4 separate regions of the Mus musculus genome follow, and all the other regions are linked to region 3. Evidence: chromatin contacts called from public HiChIP or PLAC-seq and promoter capture Hi-C data. All regions are on one chromosome and are shown on one strand. The core of a region is the stretch at or near the end of the contact, and the rest is flanking DNA. Distances in the headings are between cores, read along the strand shown. Region 1 holds the start of Hcfc2 (host cell factor C2). Region 2 holds the start of 1700028I16Rik (RIKEN cDNA 1700028I16 gene). Region 3 holds the start of Tcp11l2 (t-complex 11 (mouse) like 2). Region 4 holds the start of Ascl4 (achaete-scute family bHLH transcription factor 4).

What was found. Promoter capture Hi-C pulls out the DNA fragments that hold promoters and counts their contacts. HiChIP or PLAC-seq counts read pairs in DNA pulled down with a chosen protein or histone mark.
Region 1: an H3K27ac HiChIP or PLAC-seq map of thymic regulatory T cells shows a contact between it and region 3, with 10 times the contacts expected there. The contact joins the promoter of Hcfc2 here to the promoter of Tcp11l2 in region 3. A contact is called at or near these places in 4 of 39 promoter capture datasets (hippocampal neurons, liver and pre-B cells), 1 of 484 Hi-C or Micro-C datasets (CD4 T cells), 2 of 115 datasets of contacts at active chromatin or transcription factors (pancreatic cancer cells and thymic regulatory T cells) and 1 of 9 other capture datasets (adipose tissue).
Region 2: a promoter capture Hi-C map of pre-B cells shows a contact between it and region 3, with 6 times the contacts expected there. The contact joins the promoter of 1700028I16Rik here to the promoter of Tcp11l2 in region 3. A contact is called at or near these places in 3 of 39 promoter capture datasets (hippocampal neurons, liver and pre-B cells).
Region 4: a promoter capture Hi-C map of liver shows a contact between it and region 3, with 6 times the contacts expected there. The contact joins the promoter of Ascl4 here to the promoter of Tcp11l2 in region 3. A contact is called at or near these places in 3 of 39 promoter capture datasets (liver and pre-B cells) and 1 of 115 datasets of contacts at active chromatin or transcription factors (thymic regulatory T cells).

What each region holds. Positions count from the first base shown.
Region 1 is chr10:82,697,603-82,701,940 of GRCm38.p6, forward strand. Hcfc2 (host cell factor C2) reads left to right here and starts at 1,512. Exons shown (of 14, transcript NM_001368720.1): 1 at 1,512-1,704; 2 at 3,317-3,465. The coding sequence starts at 1,542.
Region 2 is chr10:82,809,755-82,813,739 of GRCm38.p6, forward strand. It overlaps 1700028I16Rik (RIKEN cDNA 1700028I16 gene), which reads left to right and starts at 2,369. Exons shown (of 3, transcript NR_038042.1): 1 at 2,369-2,605.
Region 3 is chr10:84,575,120-84,579,446 of GRCm38.p6, forward strand. It overlaps Tcp11l2 (t-complex 11 (mouse) like 2), which reads left to right and starts at 1,828. Exons shown (of 10, transcript NM_146008.2): 1 at 1,828-1,893.
Region 4 is chr10:85,925,214-85,929,427 of GRCm38.p6, forward strand. Ascl4 (achaete-scute family bHLH transcription factor 4) reads left to right here and starts at 2,189. Exons shown (of 1, transcript NM_001163614.2): 1 at 2,189-4,214. The coding sequence starts at 3,278. The coding sequence ends at 3,712.

The DNA of each region.
Region 1 (4,338 bases), core at 262-2,761, 1.9 Mb before region 3:
AAAGGTGGAAGTGGTTTTCAAAGCCAAACCCATAGAACAAGTCCCCAGTTCCCTTTTGCCTTCTGTTATAACCTTTTAAATGCTGGTTTCTTAGGGGTACAGCTCACCCTCCTTCTCTACCCTGTCCAACCTTTCCTTCACGTGTTACCTACATTGGTGTTCTGTTCAGACTTTCTCTCCAACTGTGAGACAATTCTAATGTGTTTATTCTTTTTTAAGATTTTCTTTGATGAGTACAGGTGCGTTGCCAGCAGGTATGTCTATGAACTACAGACCCACCTGGTACCTGTGGTGGCCAGAAGAGGGTGTAGATCCCCCAGAACAGAGGGTTCCAGACCATTGTAAGCAGCTATGTAGGTGCTGGAAATCAAACCCAGTTTTGTTTTTGTTTTTGTTTTTGTTTTTGTTTTTTTGATACAGGGTCTCTCCATTTAGCCCTGGCTGTTTATTCACCATGTAGGCCAGGCTGGCCTCAAACTCTTACTCCTGAGTGCCATTCAACTCTTTCAAGGCACAAGGCTTGTGGCACTTTGATATAGCAGGCCTACAAAATAGACTCTTTCCAAATTAACACTGAGTTTGCAACTTTTAAGGGTTTCCCCCTTAGTCTTTTTGTCTAAGAATATTAACAACACTATAAAAAGAAGCCTCCGCATGAAAATAATGACCTGCTGTGATGGTCGATATTGCTGATTTGATACTATCTAAACTTACTTAGGAGACAAGCCCGTGGGCAGGCCTATGAGGTTATCTAGATCAGATTAATTAAGGTGGGAATAGATGTAAGGTTGAAATAAATTAAGGTAGAAATAAACTGGGATGCCATCCTGGACTAAATAATAAGGCAGCCCGGTTCCAGCATCCGTGGCTCTCTGCAGATGAAATTCCACCAGCCACTTCCAGCCAAGCCTCTTCATTATGATGGGCTTCTCAGTGAGGGGAAACAAACCCTTCTGTCCTTCAAAGGTTTTTGTCAGGGGATTTTTTCACAGCAACAAGACAACTAATACACCTAAATGAACCGAAAATCACCTTTGGGGTTATCTTTTGCTGTGTAGGCTTGTCACCTCCAAATCTGAGCCGTGCTCAGGCCCTGCACTTAGCCACCGTGTCCACTGTCCTTGTCCTGCAGTCTGGGAGACCCTCCTTTGAGATGACAGATTTGCCTTAGGCGCTCCCTGTGCTCTCATCACTTGGGACCTACACGGCAGGCAGCTCTTCTCCAGTGCCTGTGATAACAGTTTCCAGGGCGTGACGCTCCTACACAGAAGATGCTCCAAGTGGACCTAAAGGACAAAGCTGTAACCTCCTCCCCGAACACCCCACTGAAAGCCACAGAGAGGAGGGTTGGCAGGGTTGGCGGGAGGGGCTCCATCTTGGCGGAGCCCCGAGGGCCACGTCGCCACGGGCTGGGGGGGCGGGGCCCGCGGGTCACGTGCCGGGCCTCCCGCGCACAGCTGGAGGCGGCGCTCGTCCTCCCCACGAGCCGTGGAGCCCGTGGCGCGCGGGGCATTGTGGGCCGAGGGGCGGGGGTTGGGAAGATGGCGGCTCCCAGCCTCCTCAACTGGAGGCGGGTTTCCTCCTTTACCGGACCGGTGCCTCGCGCCCGGCACGGACACCGAGCCGTGGCCATCCGGGAGCTGATGATCATCTTCGGCGGGGGCAACGAGGGCATCGCGGACGAGCTGCACGTCTACAATACCGGTAGGCGGCGGCTCGGCGACCCCGCCTCGGGACCGCGGAGGGGGAGGGGAGGAGCGGCGGACGCGGGCCTGACAGCTGTCACCGCCGGGTCGCCGCTACCCCAGCCGGGCAGGCGGCGGGGGAAGATCGGCTGGGTCGGCAGCCCGAGCTCGCAACGTGTTGGAAGGCGGCTCGGTGCTCGCGGTTCCGCGGGCTGGACGTGACTCCACCGGTAGACATCGAGACACCCCGGCCCATCCCTCCCCGTGGACCCGAGACGGCGGGTTCCACGGCTGGGCCTCCACCCTAGGGCCGGTCACTTAAGGGGTGGAGATCCCGCCAGTGTCAAGAACAAAACCCACCCCAAGGCGGGCCTCGGTGGTCTTTGCCTTCCCCCAGCCCCCTTCTTAGAACCTAGAGAGTTGAGGGGCGGGGAGGTTCTCCTGGCTGCCTCTTCAGCGTAGGTACAGTTAGTACCGGGCGGAAGCCCGCAAGACAGTTCTCTAAACTCGCGGCGGAGAGAGTTGTGGGTGAACGCGGACTGGTCTCTGATTAGCCGATGTCTGTAGTGTATGTGCTCTGCCCTTCCGGGCTGGTCCTCGCCAAGGGGCTGTCATAGCTAAGGCACCGCTGCACAGCTCGAAGTGTCACTTGTTAAGGGGGCAGGTCTTGACCTCCGTGCTGGTTGAAAGTATATTTTCTCCACTTACAAGTAGTCTAGCAATCATAGGAAACTAGTTAAGGCTAGATACTGAATTTGGTGTCGTTTTAGTTCACAACCTACAACTTTGATGAAACAACTTGATCACAGTAGTCCTCTAAAAGCTAAAAACGGTAGGAGAAATTTTGTTAGTTTTGACTCTCCTCAGTACTCCAACAGAAAAAGTTTTGAAGATGTTTGATTTGGTATAGTGTAAATACCCTGGGCTTAGAAGAAATTGGGTCTGTTTTGAATCTTGCTTTGGCAATTGTTCTAAATCAGCATTAAAGTTACCACGTCTTTCTAAATCACAGGTTTTCCACTTCTTTAATGGGGGGTGACACCAGGATTTTTTTTTAAGAGTACAATGATGCAGAACAGGTTTTCTTTTCCTTTTTCAATACAGGTTTCTCTGTGTAGCCCTGGCTGTCCTAAGACTAGCTCTGTAGTCCAGACGGGCCTCGAACTCACAGAGATCAATGAGCCCCTCGGCCTCCCAAGTGCTTTACTCGGACTAAAGGCATGTGCCACCAGTGCCTGCCCCAGATCTGGGTTTTCAACAGCAGCATTATTACATTTTGGGACTGGTGATTTTTGGCTGTGGCTACTACCTTGTATGTTGTAAGATGCGTGCTGGCATCCTCAGGCTCGAGCCATGGGTTGGTAGTTACACCTCCATCCCAGTTGTGACAACTATATATGATTTTAGACATTGTAAAATCAGTATTCTTGGGGGAGCAAAATAGTCCCCAATTGAGAACTGTTGGAATAAAGGATGGATATGCATGCATGAATGTATGTATGTATGTATTATTATGTAAGTATATATACACATATTCTTTGATTATATGTATAGATCCTTTGACTAATATATTTATCACTCATGGAGTGTGGTAACTTGTTATAATTTATTTTATTTTATTTTTCAACTAGTTACAAACCAGTGGTTCCTACCAGCTGTTAGAGGAGACATCCCTCCAGGCTGTGCAGCCCATGGATTTGTCTGTGATGGGACTAGAATCCTAGTGTTTGGGGGAATGGTTGAATATGGAAGATACAGCAATGAGTTATATGAGTTACAAGTAAGTATATCTTACATTTATTGTTTTCAGTGTGAAGAGCTAATGAAATTGTCATAGTTTTTAAAGGGATGACAAGTATTTTATTAGTACAGTGACAGAAACAGATGCTCTGCATTTTATAGCTTCAAAGAAAATGTTTCCACTTCTACTAACAAGTCAAAATATCTGCTGTCTTGTCATAGGTGTGGTATGACATTTATAGCATAAGGGTATCTAGCCTTCAGCAGCTCTTTGACACAGTTGTCCTTTAGTCTACAACACAAGCACCTCCCAACTGATGACAGCAGATTGCTGGAGTCTGCCCCTAGGTGTTTGAAATCAGTATTGTCTGTGGTGGAGCCTGGATGTTGGCGTTTCTACCACCGAGACTGTGCTTGCAGTGTCTCGGTATGAAAGGAATGGTTTCCTTTAACAGTAGGAACTATCCTCCTCTGTAGTCATGCAGAGAGAGGGGACAGTTTCACCTGGGCTTTCTAGGTTTGACTTGCTTGTTAAACCAGTCAGTCCTCATTGACTAATCTCGCTGTGTTCCAAGGACCATCCATGATCATGAGAGTATCTACCACTTGACATATGTGAATGGGTTGTACTTATTTCCAAGCAAGCAACCATTTCATATAATTGAAAATAGAGAAGATTCTCATGGCTAAAAGAATACATTTTGGAGTTTGGTTTTGTTAAATGAGTTTTGTTTACTTAAAGGTTATTTAGCATTCATGGTTTATCTAATATCTAAAAGCAAGTTTTTATGAATTGCTTCTATTCTTAAAGTTCTACATACAAATACTTAAATTCTTTTCGCTTGGAAAAAATTAGAAGTGATAGTACTTACTACTACTTATTATTATTAGTATTAGCTTATAGAAGATTAGT
Region 2 (3,985 bases), core at 1,119-3,618, 1.8 Mb before region 3:
TGCAGGAGGCTCTGATTACTGTAAGTAAAACGAAGGACAGACAGAATATTACACAGGCCCAGAACTGCAGTTCTGTGCTTGAGCAGGCCTGTGACCATCTAAGGTTAAAAATTCACTTGCAATCTTCACTAGTGGGGACACAGAGGGGGTCTGCAGTCTGACCCCCACGTGGCACTATGTCAGGACAGCCTTAAGTTCCAAACACAAACATGTTTAGTGCAATCCTATTTACAATCTTTTTTTAGAAGAGAAACAGTTTGGCAGGAAAGATGGTGCATGCCTATAATCTGGACACTCAGAAGGCTGAAGCAGGAGGATTGCAAGGTTGGGTCCAGTTGGCTACACAGTGAAAGCCTGTCTCAGAACACCAGAAACCAAGAGGCTGGGGAGATGGCTGTGGAAAGGTTCTGCACAGGCCTGGCCATCTGAGTGGATTGGGATGTAGCAGTGAGAGTCTGAAAGGCTGGCACACCCAATGTGAGATGGGAGGCAGAGACTGCAGAATCTCGGGAGCATTGGATGCCGTTATCCTGGTATGTGCAGCAGAAAACAAGAGAGACCCTGCCCCAAATCAAGGAGGATCATGAGGGAGGTGTCTGCAAGCACATGGGAACATGCATGCGAGTGCGGGTGCGTGCGTGCACGCACAGGCACACACACACAAGCAGAGAGAAAGAGAGAGAGAGACAGAGAATCAAAACCAAAAATTAAGTTTCAACATTTTACACAGTGAAATAGGCACCTGCAGTCCAGCAGCATTATCGTGTGGGCCATTCTATTACTGTTACTAAAACCCAGCATTTCCTTCAATACCTAATTACTATAATCTCCCCGGCACTGTGGCAGGCATTTGGACAACATCAAAGACAAAAGCACAAAGGTGATATTTTGGTGAAGTTTATAGTCCCAGATCAAGGCGTGGGCATAGGAGTCAGAGGTCAGAGGGGAGACTAGAATGTTCTTAGTGGTCAACGCAAAAACACGACTGTCATCTCAAAGGGCACGAGACACTATGACTGACTATGACCAGAGACCGCAGCTAGCCTGGAATAACGTGGTCCAGTGCAAAAGCTGCTATGTGAATTTTTGTAGTCTCATGGTTATGATTAGATAATCATAAATCAAGACCTTACTAGATACGTAGGTGGGTTTCAGCAATGCAAGGAAAACTCTTACAGGTTCGAGATGCTATCTGCCCATGTGTTCAGGCACACATGTGTAACCCCACACACACATACATACACACACAGGGGAAGGAAGAATAAAATCAAGAGTAAACATAGCAGTGCATGCCTATCTGTATATATATATATGTATACATATATATATATATGTGTGTGTGTGTGTGTGTGTGTGTGTGTGTGTGTGTGTATGTCATATAGCACACACGGGGCAAAAAACAGAGGCTCCTTAATTTAAGGTCAGCCTGGGCACTACATAAACTCTGTCTCAATAAATAAAACCTTAAAAAAAAAGGCAGCTTATTTTTCAAAAGCAGCATGGCAGGATGGCAAATTACCCCACTACCCATTGCCAGATAAGGCTGTGGGAGCAGAGTGGTCCCAAGTTCTTTAGAACCAAACTAAAGAACTAAAGCAAAACTCGGTTACCAAACAGTTTAGCAAGTTTCCAGGTGAGCCCTGGTTAGACACAAGACCCTACCTCAAAAACCACAAACATATTAGTAAAAAGCATCCAGAGGCACGGCTCAGTATAAAGGTGCTTGCCATCAAACCTCAGGAGATGAGTTTTAGTTTGATCCCCAGGACCCACATGATGGAAGGAGAAAACTGATCCCTGAGTTTTCTGTTTTGTTTTTACAAGACAGGGTTTCTCTCTGTAGACCAGGCTGGCTTGAATTTACAGAGACCCACCTGCCTCTGCCTCCCTCTAGTACTGGGATTAAAGGCCTGGATGTGCCACTACCGGCTGGCTTGAGTTGTCCTCTGACCTCCATATGACCTCGACATTAACCATGACACCTGTGGGCTACCTACACATTTTTAAAAAGTCAAAGAAAACAAACAAGTGTATGAGATCCACGGAAAAGCAAGCTGCTCCCAACCCCCATCCTCTCCCACACCCATCCCCATCCTCGCCCACTCCCATCCTCATCCTCACCCCCCCCACCCCCACCCCACCCTCACTCCCATCTCCATCCCAATACTCTCCTCCTCTCCCTCTTCAGGCTAGCTCTGTTGGCGCGGCCCATCGCTTATCTCTTCCCTGGCCGGCAGGGGGCGCGCGCCCTCCGCTCGCCATCCTCCTCCTCCTCCCGCGCGCGTGGACCGCCCCCCACCCCCCTCGCGTGCCGGGCTGCTCGAGAGCAAGGAGGAGGGGGACCGGAGGCGCGGAGGGCAGGAGCGGCGAGGGTGTGTCAGGTACGGCCGAGCAGCGCCTGTCCACGCTGCCCCGGCAGCGCGCTCCTCCTTGCTCTCGAGCAGCCCGGCACTGCCCTCCCGGAGCTTCCGAGGAGTCGGCTGCTGGGCCGGAGCGGAGAGGGGCACAGGTCGCCAACGGGCCGCCCTGCCTCAGCCGCAGGTTCTCAAGGGCGTTGGTGGCTCCACAAGCTCGCCCGCCCGACCTCTCGCCGCCCCAGACCCGTGTAAGCATCTCCCGCGATGGTTTCAAGTAACCCCCATTTTACAGGTGAAGAAACCGACGCTCCAAGAAGTTAGGAAACTTGCTCACTCAGAAATCTGCCTGCCTCTGCCTCCCGAGTGCTGGGATTAAAGGCGTGCGCCACCACGCCTGGCTGTTTTTTGGGGGTTTAAAAAGATACTTTATAAACAGGTAGAAATATAAGCCAAGTTACTCCCCAAGTTACCCAGGCCAGAGTGGCAGAGCTGGGACCCAAGCCGATGCCATTGGGCTGTAGGTCTCTGGCTGTGATCATTGGTTACACGGCCTCCCCCACATCCTTTATAGGTCCCAAAGGGAAATAAAACACTGAACCCTGGCTTCTGCCGAGATGGTGAGATAGGGGCTCGCCCCACGTGGGATGCATAGCTGATGAGGGAAGGTTGGTAGGGTGTCTGGCGCAGGGTCCTTCCCTGCATTCCAGGTCAGGGAGCCCCAGGGAAGGACAGGAAGGCAGAGGACCTAGAAGAGCGCTTATGATGGGGAAGGGGAGGTCTTCGGAGGGATAGGACAGTACCCGCGTGAAGGGTGGATAGCTCCTGTGGCCATCGCTTCAGTTTCTTCTCACTTATCACGAGGGAGTTGGAGATGTGTTCTAAATCGATTTCTGTGAGGCACCTACTCTTACTAGGTGGTTTTTTTTTTTTGTTTGTTTGTTTGCTTTTTGTTGTTTTTTAAGATTTATTTATTTTATGTATATGAGTACACTGTAGCTGTCTTCAGATACACCAGAAGAGGGCATCAGATCCCATTACAGATGGTTGTAAACCACTATGTAGTTACTGGGAATTGAACACAGAACCTCTGGAAAAGCAGTCAGTGCTCTTAACCACCGAGCCATCTCTCTAGCCCTCTTAACTAGTTTTTGTTTGTTTTTTTGGGGGGGGTATTTATTTATTTTGGTTTTTCGAGACAGGGTTTCTCTGTGTAGCTGTGGCTGTCCTGGAACTCACTCTGTAGACCAGGCTGGCCTCGAACTCAGAAATCTGCCTGCCTCTGCCTCCCGAGTGCCGGGATTAAAGGCGTATGACACCACGCCCGGCTGTTTTTTGGGTTTTTAAAAAAATACTTTATGCCGGGCGTGGTGGAAATATAAGGCAAGTTAACTCCCTGCCCTGGCTTTCATTGGCCTAGATACTACATCAGGCGGTCTCTGTTCCTACCTTGCCAGAATGACGGTGTCTATTGTGCCGTTTTACGGTTTTCATTTTTATTTATGTGTGTGCGCGTGCGTGCCTGCTTGTCTGTGTGCACCGTGTGCTTTCAGCTGCCCAAGGAAATAGGCATCCCATCCCCTGGCACTGGAGTTGCAGATGGTTGTGAGCACCTGGTATGGGTGCTGGGA
Region 3 (4,327 bases), core at 578-3,077:
TACATGGCCACCAGGAATTTAGAAATATTTTTGGTTAATCTTTTTGCTGTGGAGGTTTGTAGAGCAGTTGGGTGGCGGCGGTTGTTTGGCAAGCCTTGAGACTGGGGGCTTCTGACATCTGTTTATTCCAGCAAGTGATATTATAAATAACAGTGGGTTTATGGGAAAGAGCCTGGGTGACAGCAGCACTTTCTCTTTAATCTCTTGATCTGTAGCAGGTTGTATATTTTACTGCCTTTTTAAGATTTCTTTTACCATTGAGGTGAATGTCCCTCTTTGTGGGAGAGTGTACATGCGCTATGGCTGTGTGTGCTTGTGTGTGGAGGAGTCCAGAAGACAGCACTGCATCCTTTAGAACTAGAGTGTTCTACAGTGTTTGAGAGCCGTCCAGTGTGGATGATGAGATCTGAAATTGCCTGTGGTCCTCATGATAGAGCAGCAAGGATTCTTAGCAGCCGTGGCTCCACTTTAGGTTGTGTAATTTCTAGAGTGACAGATACAAATGGATACAAATCTCTAGGTAGGTTTTCTTGTTCAGAATAACTTGCCAACTAGGTTCAGTAGCTAACAGTGAGCTTCTAAGAGTGCTTTAGTTCCATTCTTATCCCACTGAACAAGAAGATCTCTTGGGTAGGCAAATGTTAGGGACTTGGTTATAACCTCAGACCAGTCCATGCTGTACAATTGTATTTCTATCTTGCTTTAAACTATTGTCTGCTTTTGGTTTTCTTCTTTCTAGAATGATAGTAGACAATTTGCCTCCACAATCCGATATGATTTTAGTCCTAAACAGGAATATTTCAGCTTATATAAAGTTCATTTATTTTTTTTGTATGACGCTACCCACAAGTAATACCAACTTGTACCTGGCAAAATAGTGGTTCTGTTTCTTTATGCCCAGAAGCAAGCTCACGAGAAGTTATGCTTAGTAAGCCTGACCACACAAGAGCCCCTCCCAGCACTTATTTACATTAAGCCTGGTTGAAAACTCTCCCCAAGATAAGCGCCGCCAAAGAACCCTTAGAAGAAGTAAGACACTTTATCTTTGTGCACAGGCGAAGCCTTCGGAGAGCTTAGGTAGGTGTGGCTCCCAGAAACCAATCGTCCAATTCAAGGGGCAAATCAGGACCCGTGTTTACAAGAACATGTTGACACGTGTGGATGACGCGGTTGGACGCTGATGTGCGTGGGACAGCCTGTTTGGAATGTTGTTGACTCGCTTGGCCCGGTGTGTGTGGCCATTGTGAAGGTGGGCATGTAGTGTTTTTATATTACTGCCGCGAGCGGACACCAGAAGTCTGTCCGTTCGGTTGGAGTTAGTCCATTTCATCCTACCTGGTAAACTGAAAGAAACAGGATTGGGGGCGTCACCCGCTGCACTTAGGCCCCGCCCTTACACAGCCAGGCCCCGCCTCCGAACGCTTTAGGCCCTACAGCAGCCCAGGCGCTCCCGGCCGTAGGCTGCCCCAATTCCGTGTTCACTCCTCTCCCCGCCCCTGGCGGTCCGGACCGTACCACCACTGAATATAGGGAGCACACATTTCTCGTGTGCAAATGGCTTTCTGTCTGAGCCTTCTTCAGCCTTCACGATAGAAACGTGAGAAAGCTATGGTTTTTGTAGACAGACTCTTCAAGAATTTAGGGATCTTCGCCAGAACCCTGCCCTGGATTCTGGCGCCGCGGTGCTATAGTCCCCCTCCAGTTCCTTCCCGAATGGTCGCGCCCAGGGAGTACCTCTGGGCCCTTTAAATACCGCGTGGGGCTGCGGGGGGGCTCCAGAGTTGACAGACTGCTGAGTCTCCCCTTGTCTGCGACGCTGGTTGAGGGGGGATACGCAGAGCCCCGCGACCCCCGCCACCTAGCTTTCCTCGAGTCTCTACGCGGGATCCGGGGGTGCGTACCCATCCCAGGGGAGGGGCCGTGGGATCTGAGGGGACCGCGTCTCCTTATGGCAGCGGGAGGGCTCCTTGTGCCCTCCGAGTTCGGGACATTTGACCTCGGAGTCAAGGCTTGAAGTGGGGCACGGTGGCAGTGGTGGCCCAGGCTCTGCCGGGGCCGCTTGGTCGTGATGACATCCCTTTGGGTGCGTGCCAGCGACTGTGCTCAACGGCGCGAGACGCTCTGGGCTCCCCGTGCGGTCAGGTCCCCAATCCCTCGTCCCTGGAGGAGTGGGACTGAGCCGCGGTGGGGCCCGGCTGGGCCTCGGCCCTATGTTTGGGTCTTGTTGCTGGGTTTCTCGAGAGCTGGGTTCTGTCCCGGCAGTCCCCTCCCCCAAACGTTTGTTTTGACAGGAAACGTGGTGCTGCTAGAGGGAGGGGCGAGCAGAGAACGTGGGCGAGCGGGCAGGACTCCTGGGACTTCCGTTGGACTTGACTGTCCAGGAGGCCAGCTCAGGTCACATCTGGGTCAGACCCTTGCCTTCTCAGACCCTTGCTTTGCCTTGCTTTGGGTGGCGCCACAAAACATAGCAACGAGATTCGGTGGCACGTGGATGACACAGTTATGTGTTTACGTTAGTACAAGAGGAAAAACTTCCATTAAATGAGCGATTTCGCAATGTTTACTTCTAAAATGCGTTTATTAGACTGGGACTGTAGTTCTGTGGTAGAGCACTTTACAGGACTGTAGGTTCTGTCCTCCCCCAACCACAAGAAGCCCAAATCATGTGTTTAAACACAAGAATCCAGTCAACAAAGAAGGGTTTGTTAAACTACCGTTACAAGCAGAGTAGAAACACTTGAGTGGTTCCAGTGAGAATGGAACCTCCCTCTTTCATCGTTGTCTTGGTACCTTAACGGTAAAGAAACCAGGCAACTTGTCTTTGTCCTTAGTGGGCTGCTCAGCACAAGGTGGTGTTCAGCTCTCAGCTCTTAGTTAACCTACCTCCCAACTGATAATTTCAACCAGTTCTTACACTGGTTCCTGGGCTAGGAGTCCCCATCCCACCTCCACCTCCACCCCGCCCCGTCTACTCTGCCTTTTTCCTACCCCCATGGATTTCATACATTGCTCCACTTGAAGTGACCCAGGGCTGAAGGGCGCCTTACCCCCCGGGTGTGCAGCACAGGTGTTAAACTAGGCATCAGGGATGGGGGGGGGGCGGGGGCAACGCTTTCCAGGATAAAAAGTGCTTAGAAATCCTTCCCAATGCTGTAATGACACGTGGAGCACGGGCATCTGCCTTTTAGACAGTGGCTGGCTTGTTGGCTTTTGTCTAGCTCTCCGAGGCGGGCAAAGACTCGATGAGGACCAGTACTGTTCTCTCCGTGCTGTGTTTTTTGCCTTACTCTAGCCTGGTGCTAAAGCACGGTTTGATCGAGGATGGAAATTGTCTGGCATCTGCAAATTTTTTCCGTCAGAGCTCAGTCTTGCCTTTAACCCCCTATCCTATAAGTGCCTTATGCCTGACTTTGGTAAAGTCTTGGAAGGAGAGTACCCACTAAACGCTTCTTGCCACCTCTTTAATCCCCCCCCCCCCAATCCTAGCCTTAACTTGGTGGATTTCATTCCCCAGGGCCCTTGTTGGATAACCTGAACAATCTACTGCCAAATGTTTTTGACTTGCTAGCTGTAAGCAGTTAGTCCTTTGGGTAATACCTGAGTTTTAAGGAGGGATTTCGAAAAACATAGGGAATGGCCCTCTGATAGAGGACTTTGGTCACTACCGTGGGGTGATCGAATGCTGTTTTGTTGAATGATCTCTTTCAGCGATGTCCTTCACGGTATAGTGCTTGAACAGCTGTCCCAGGGTAAGGTCATCTTGCTTCCACACGTGAAAGTGTCCGTGTGATGATAGACAGAGCAATTTGGCAGAGAGGGATGGAAAGAATGATTAGCAGGACACTGGTTTCCTCCAGCCGTCCCGACGGTAACATGCATGGGCTTCAGGGGTCCAGCCTGCTGCCTGGCTTTTGAGGGGAGCCCCTGCACTGCTGTAAACCTGTGGGGCCATCTCTCTGATCCCTGGCTTCTTATTGTAAACAAGAATAGCACCTACCTGACATAGTTGTATTGCAGATTTGAGGAAATAAATTATCTGAAGCACTTACAGAGTGTGTTACTGAGACCATCTCCAAAGCTGTTGGTTCTAATTGCTACTTTTTTGTATCATTGAGTATCAGAAGAATATAGTGGTACAAGGTACAGTGCTCTTTAAGCTACTAGGGCTTGAGGCCTTGCTAGCCTTGGAATTGTGTTGAGATAGGCACTGGACACTGGAGAAGGGAATGCTTTCTTCCTATATGCATTTTAAACGTTACTAGAAAGAGAGATACAGACAGTTAAACTACTACAGTAAGTACCTGCTTAATGAGCAGTGTGATACAGG
Region 4 (4,214 bases), core at 939-3,438, 1.4 Mb after region 3:
TTATTTTTTTCGAGACAGGGATTCTCTGTATAGCCCTGGCTGTCCTGGAACTCACTTTGTAGACCAGGCTGACCTCATACTCAGAAATCTGCCTGCCTCTGCCTCCCAAGTGCTGGGATAAAGGTGTGTGCCACCACGCCCGGCGCACCATCCTCTTTTTATTTTGTCTTTTTAGACACAGTCTCACAGGCCGCCCTGACTGACTTTGGGACAGTCTCACAGGCCACCTTGACTGGCTTTGGGACACAGTCTCACAGGCTGCCCTCTCTGGCTTTGACTCACTCTGCAGCCCAGGCAGGCCTTGAACATTCTTTTCTTTTTAAGATTTATTTTACTTTTGAAATTGCAGTTATTTCTTTTATATTTTTCTTGAGATTATAATATAGTCACACCAATTCCCCCTTTCCTTCCCTCCCTCCAAACCTTCCCATATATACCTCCTCCTCAAACTTTTTCAAATTTATGGTCTCTTTTTTTTTATTAATTGTTGAAACATACATATATGGATATTATAAACATATATATTCTTCAACACATAAGTCAGACTCGCTAACACAGCTGTCTAAGTACGAGCAGAACAAGGGCAAACAGCAATAGACACACTACTGTGTCTATAGGGGAAAGCAACAGCAATAGACACACTACTGTGTCTATAGGGGAAAGCAACAGCAATAGACACACTACTGTGTCTATAGGGGAAAGCAACAGCAATAGACACACTACTGTGGACAGGGAAAGCCCCTGAAGCCCCAGCCCTCCCCAGGGAACTACAGGCTACTAAGGATGAGACATAATCTTCCCCCAGAGAAAAGCACACCAACTGGTTATCCAACACCTCATGGTCAGCCCGGAATGCACATCTACAGGTAGCATTATGCAGGCCTTGAACTTGCAGCCATCCTGCCAAGGCTCCCAACAGAGCTGGGATTGTATAGGTAAGCAGCCCAACAGAGCTGGGATTGTATAGGTAAGCAGCCCAACAGAGCTGGGATTGTATAGGTAAGCAGCCCCAGGCACACCCCTGGTCTCCTTTTTAACTCACTACAAATGCTGTGCTTGGTGTGTGTCTGTAGTTACGTATAAACCTGTAGTGATGCATTTCTTTCTGTGGATCAAAGGCGGTGGCATAATAAATATGCTGTGAATTATAATCATTCCTTCCCCAAACACTTGAGTGATTTATGCTTCCACCCTCCTACAAGTCCTCAACACGGGCAGTTGTTAGTCAGCCTTTATCTGCTTTTATTTTATTTTATTTTATTTTATTTTATTTTATTTTAATATAAAAAACAATCCTGACTGGCTTAGAACTTGTTATGTTAACCAGGCTGGCCTGCCTCTGTCTCTCCAGGGCTAGAATAAAAGGGTGTGCACCCCCACACCTGACTTGCAAGCTTTTTCTTTTTTTTTTTTCCTCTTCCCCCAACCCCCACTTGCAGGCTTTTTTATTTGTTGTCAATCTGGGAAATAAAAACAGATCTATGTCATGTTCGTTTTCAATTATCTCATTTTCTCTTGTCACTCTTAGCAAGGAAGTTCAAAATCTTTGACCTGGCCCTATGAAGGAACTCATGGTCTGGGAGTCTACCCTGGCGAATAGGAATGCTTTCTCAACTAGTGCAAAAGTGATGACGTAAGAACTCATGGTGCCACAGGGAGTTGTTTGCCAGTATAAGCCCATAGGGAGCTACATCTAACATGGGACAACTGATACCGAAAAGGAATAATTATTTCTATTTCATTTGCCTCGATGCAAATTTCCAATTGCTTCAGGCTGATCAGTTAGACTGTAAACTTTAGTAAATATAGAAGCAGAGGGCTCCTTTAAAAAAAAGAAAAAAGAAAAAAAAAACCCAACATGTTAGGGCAACACCCTAGCTTCCAGAAAAGAGTCAAGTCTGGTTGTAAATTCAGGGGGTTTTGCCTCTCGTTTTTAAGTTGGACTTTTCAAGTAGAAGATGCCTTTAATGTGTTGGTTTGCAGGAAATCTGATTTTTCCATGCGATAACACTCTTTGACATTAACCAGTATAGTTGGATTTTTAATGACACTTTCATCTTCAAAGCCCTTTACCAGCACAGATGGATTAATTATTCATTTGTGTGTGTGGTGGTGGTGCGGGGGGGGGGGGGGGGGAGGGGGGGGCGGGGCCCTGAGTGTTAAAAAGACAAGCCTTCAAAGCCAAATCCTTTCTCCTTGGGATTGGGGCTCTCTTCTTTTCAAATGTTGTTTTCCAGTCCTCTGGGGAGGAAATAAACTTAATGATGAGTACAATAGGAAAATACTTCGTGCTATGGGAAGATATTGTTATATCCTGAGTGGGATTAGAAGAGGTTGGGAGGCAGGACTAAAGGTGTGTTTACAGTAAGCACTCCGAGAAATAACTGGCTAAAAGTGTTTGTTACTGTTCGGGCTTTTGATGTGTTTTTACAGAGCAGCAGAAGCACAAAGGGCCCCGCGTTAAACATACCTTAGAACACAATGTGCGGATCCTTACATTCGATGCTAAAGTACATATATTTTGTTCTTGATTCCTTTGAAAAGTGTCTAATTTGGTTTTTAAAGATTCTATTTCGCAGAAGAAAACCTCGGGCTTCCCCGGAGGTCCAAGGAGGACTTGACACATCGTCTAACCACAAGAGAGCAGTCTTCCCTTTGATGAGCGCTTCTTCTCCACCTCCCCAGAAATGAAAGAGCAGAGAGGTATGTTTGCAAACACTCTGAAAGCTCTTTCCATCAGACCTGAACGCCGGAAACCACAAAGGGCAGTCAAGTTTGGATTTTCAAGGAGAACGCCGGAGTAAACTTTCGCTCTGTTGGCCAGCCGATCAGCCAGTGCCTGGGGAGGCTCTCTGCTCAATTCCTGAACAAGTTCGGGCTCCCGGATAGCCACACTTGCTGACCCAAGGAGTGAATTACAACAATTGGGCAGCTTTGAAAGATCAATCTGCTTAGAGTGCGACCGTCTATCCAGGCTGGGAACCCTATGTTAACTCTTAAACTAAGATCAGAGGAAGCACATGGATACAAGCGTTGATGAGGCGAGCCCTCTATCTTTGCCCCTTCTTCTCTGAAGCTTTATAAAGACCCAAGAAGAGCAACCTGCTTCGGAAATCATGCAAAGTTCACTCCAAGTGTGCTCAGGTACCTAACTTCTGGACCTAGAAACTTCTCCAGAGACAGACCGGGAAGTCTGGATGGACCAGAATCTCCGCTACGACAGCTTCCAGTCTCGTCTTCAAGGTGAGAGAGTCATCTGCGTGCTTTTTCGCAGAGAATGGAAAAACGCAGATCGGCCGGACTGCTTGCCCTGCCGTCCGCGCTACGTACAGCGCCGCTGGGCGCGCTGCCCGGGAGGGAGCCCTGCAGGGTCTCGGTGCGCCAGGATGCCGCGGACTGCGCGCGGAGACGGCCGTACTCGTCCCTGCCGCTTGGGGGCGTCGCCGAGCCCGCCTTTTTGCGCCAACGCAACGAGCGCGAGCGGCAGCGCGTGCGCTGTGTGAACGAGGGCTACGCGCGCCTCCGCCAGCACCTGCCGCGCGAGCTGGCGGGCCAGCGGCTCAGCAAGGTGGAGACGCTGCGCGCCGCCATCAGCTACATCAAGCAACTGCAGGAGCTGCTGGAGCGCCACCGGCCGGACTGCAACAGCGATGGCGAGTCCAAAGCATCCTCCGGAGCCTCGCCCTGCAGCGAGTCTGAGGAGCGTAGCTAGCAGCATCCTAGCCCACTGGGCTTTCATGGTTGCTTCTCCGGGCCTAGATCTTTAAAACAAAACCAAAAACCAGAAAACAACTAAGTGCTTCTGGATCTAGGAAAGAAAGGTAATTGAATGTTTAGAGAGTTTGGTTTTTTTTTTTTTTTTTTTTTTTTGTCCCCTTTCACCTTCATTGGTTCCGAGTTTGCAGCTTAAAAATGCTTAAGGAAACTCAATTCTCGTATTTTTGAAGCACAGAAGGGCCATCTCAAATCTATGCGGTGATTTTAAAAACACAAAGGACTTTAAGAAACCTTAGCCAGAGAAGAAACACACACACACACACACACACACACACACACACACGAGACAGTCCTTCACGCGAGAGGAACATTCTCACTCATTCCTTCCAATTGGGAAATGCACTGGAAATCTCAACACCTCACTGAGGGTAGGACACTCCATAAGACATTTGTGGAGCATCTGCTGGACCTGAACGTCGCTGTGCTAAAAAGGACAA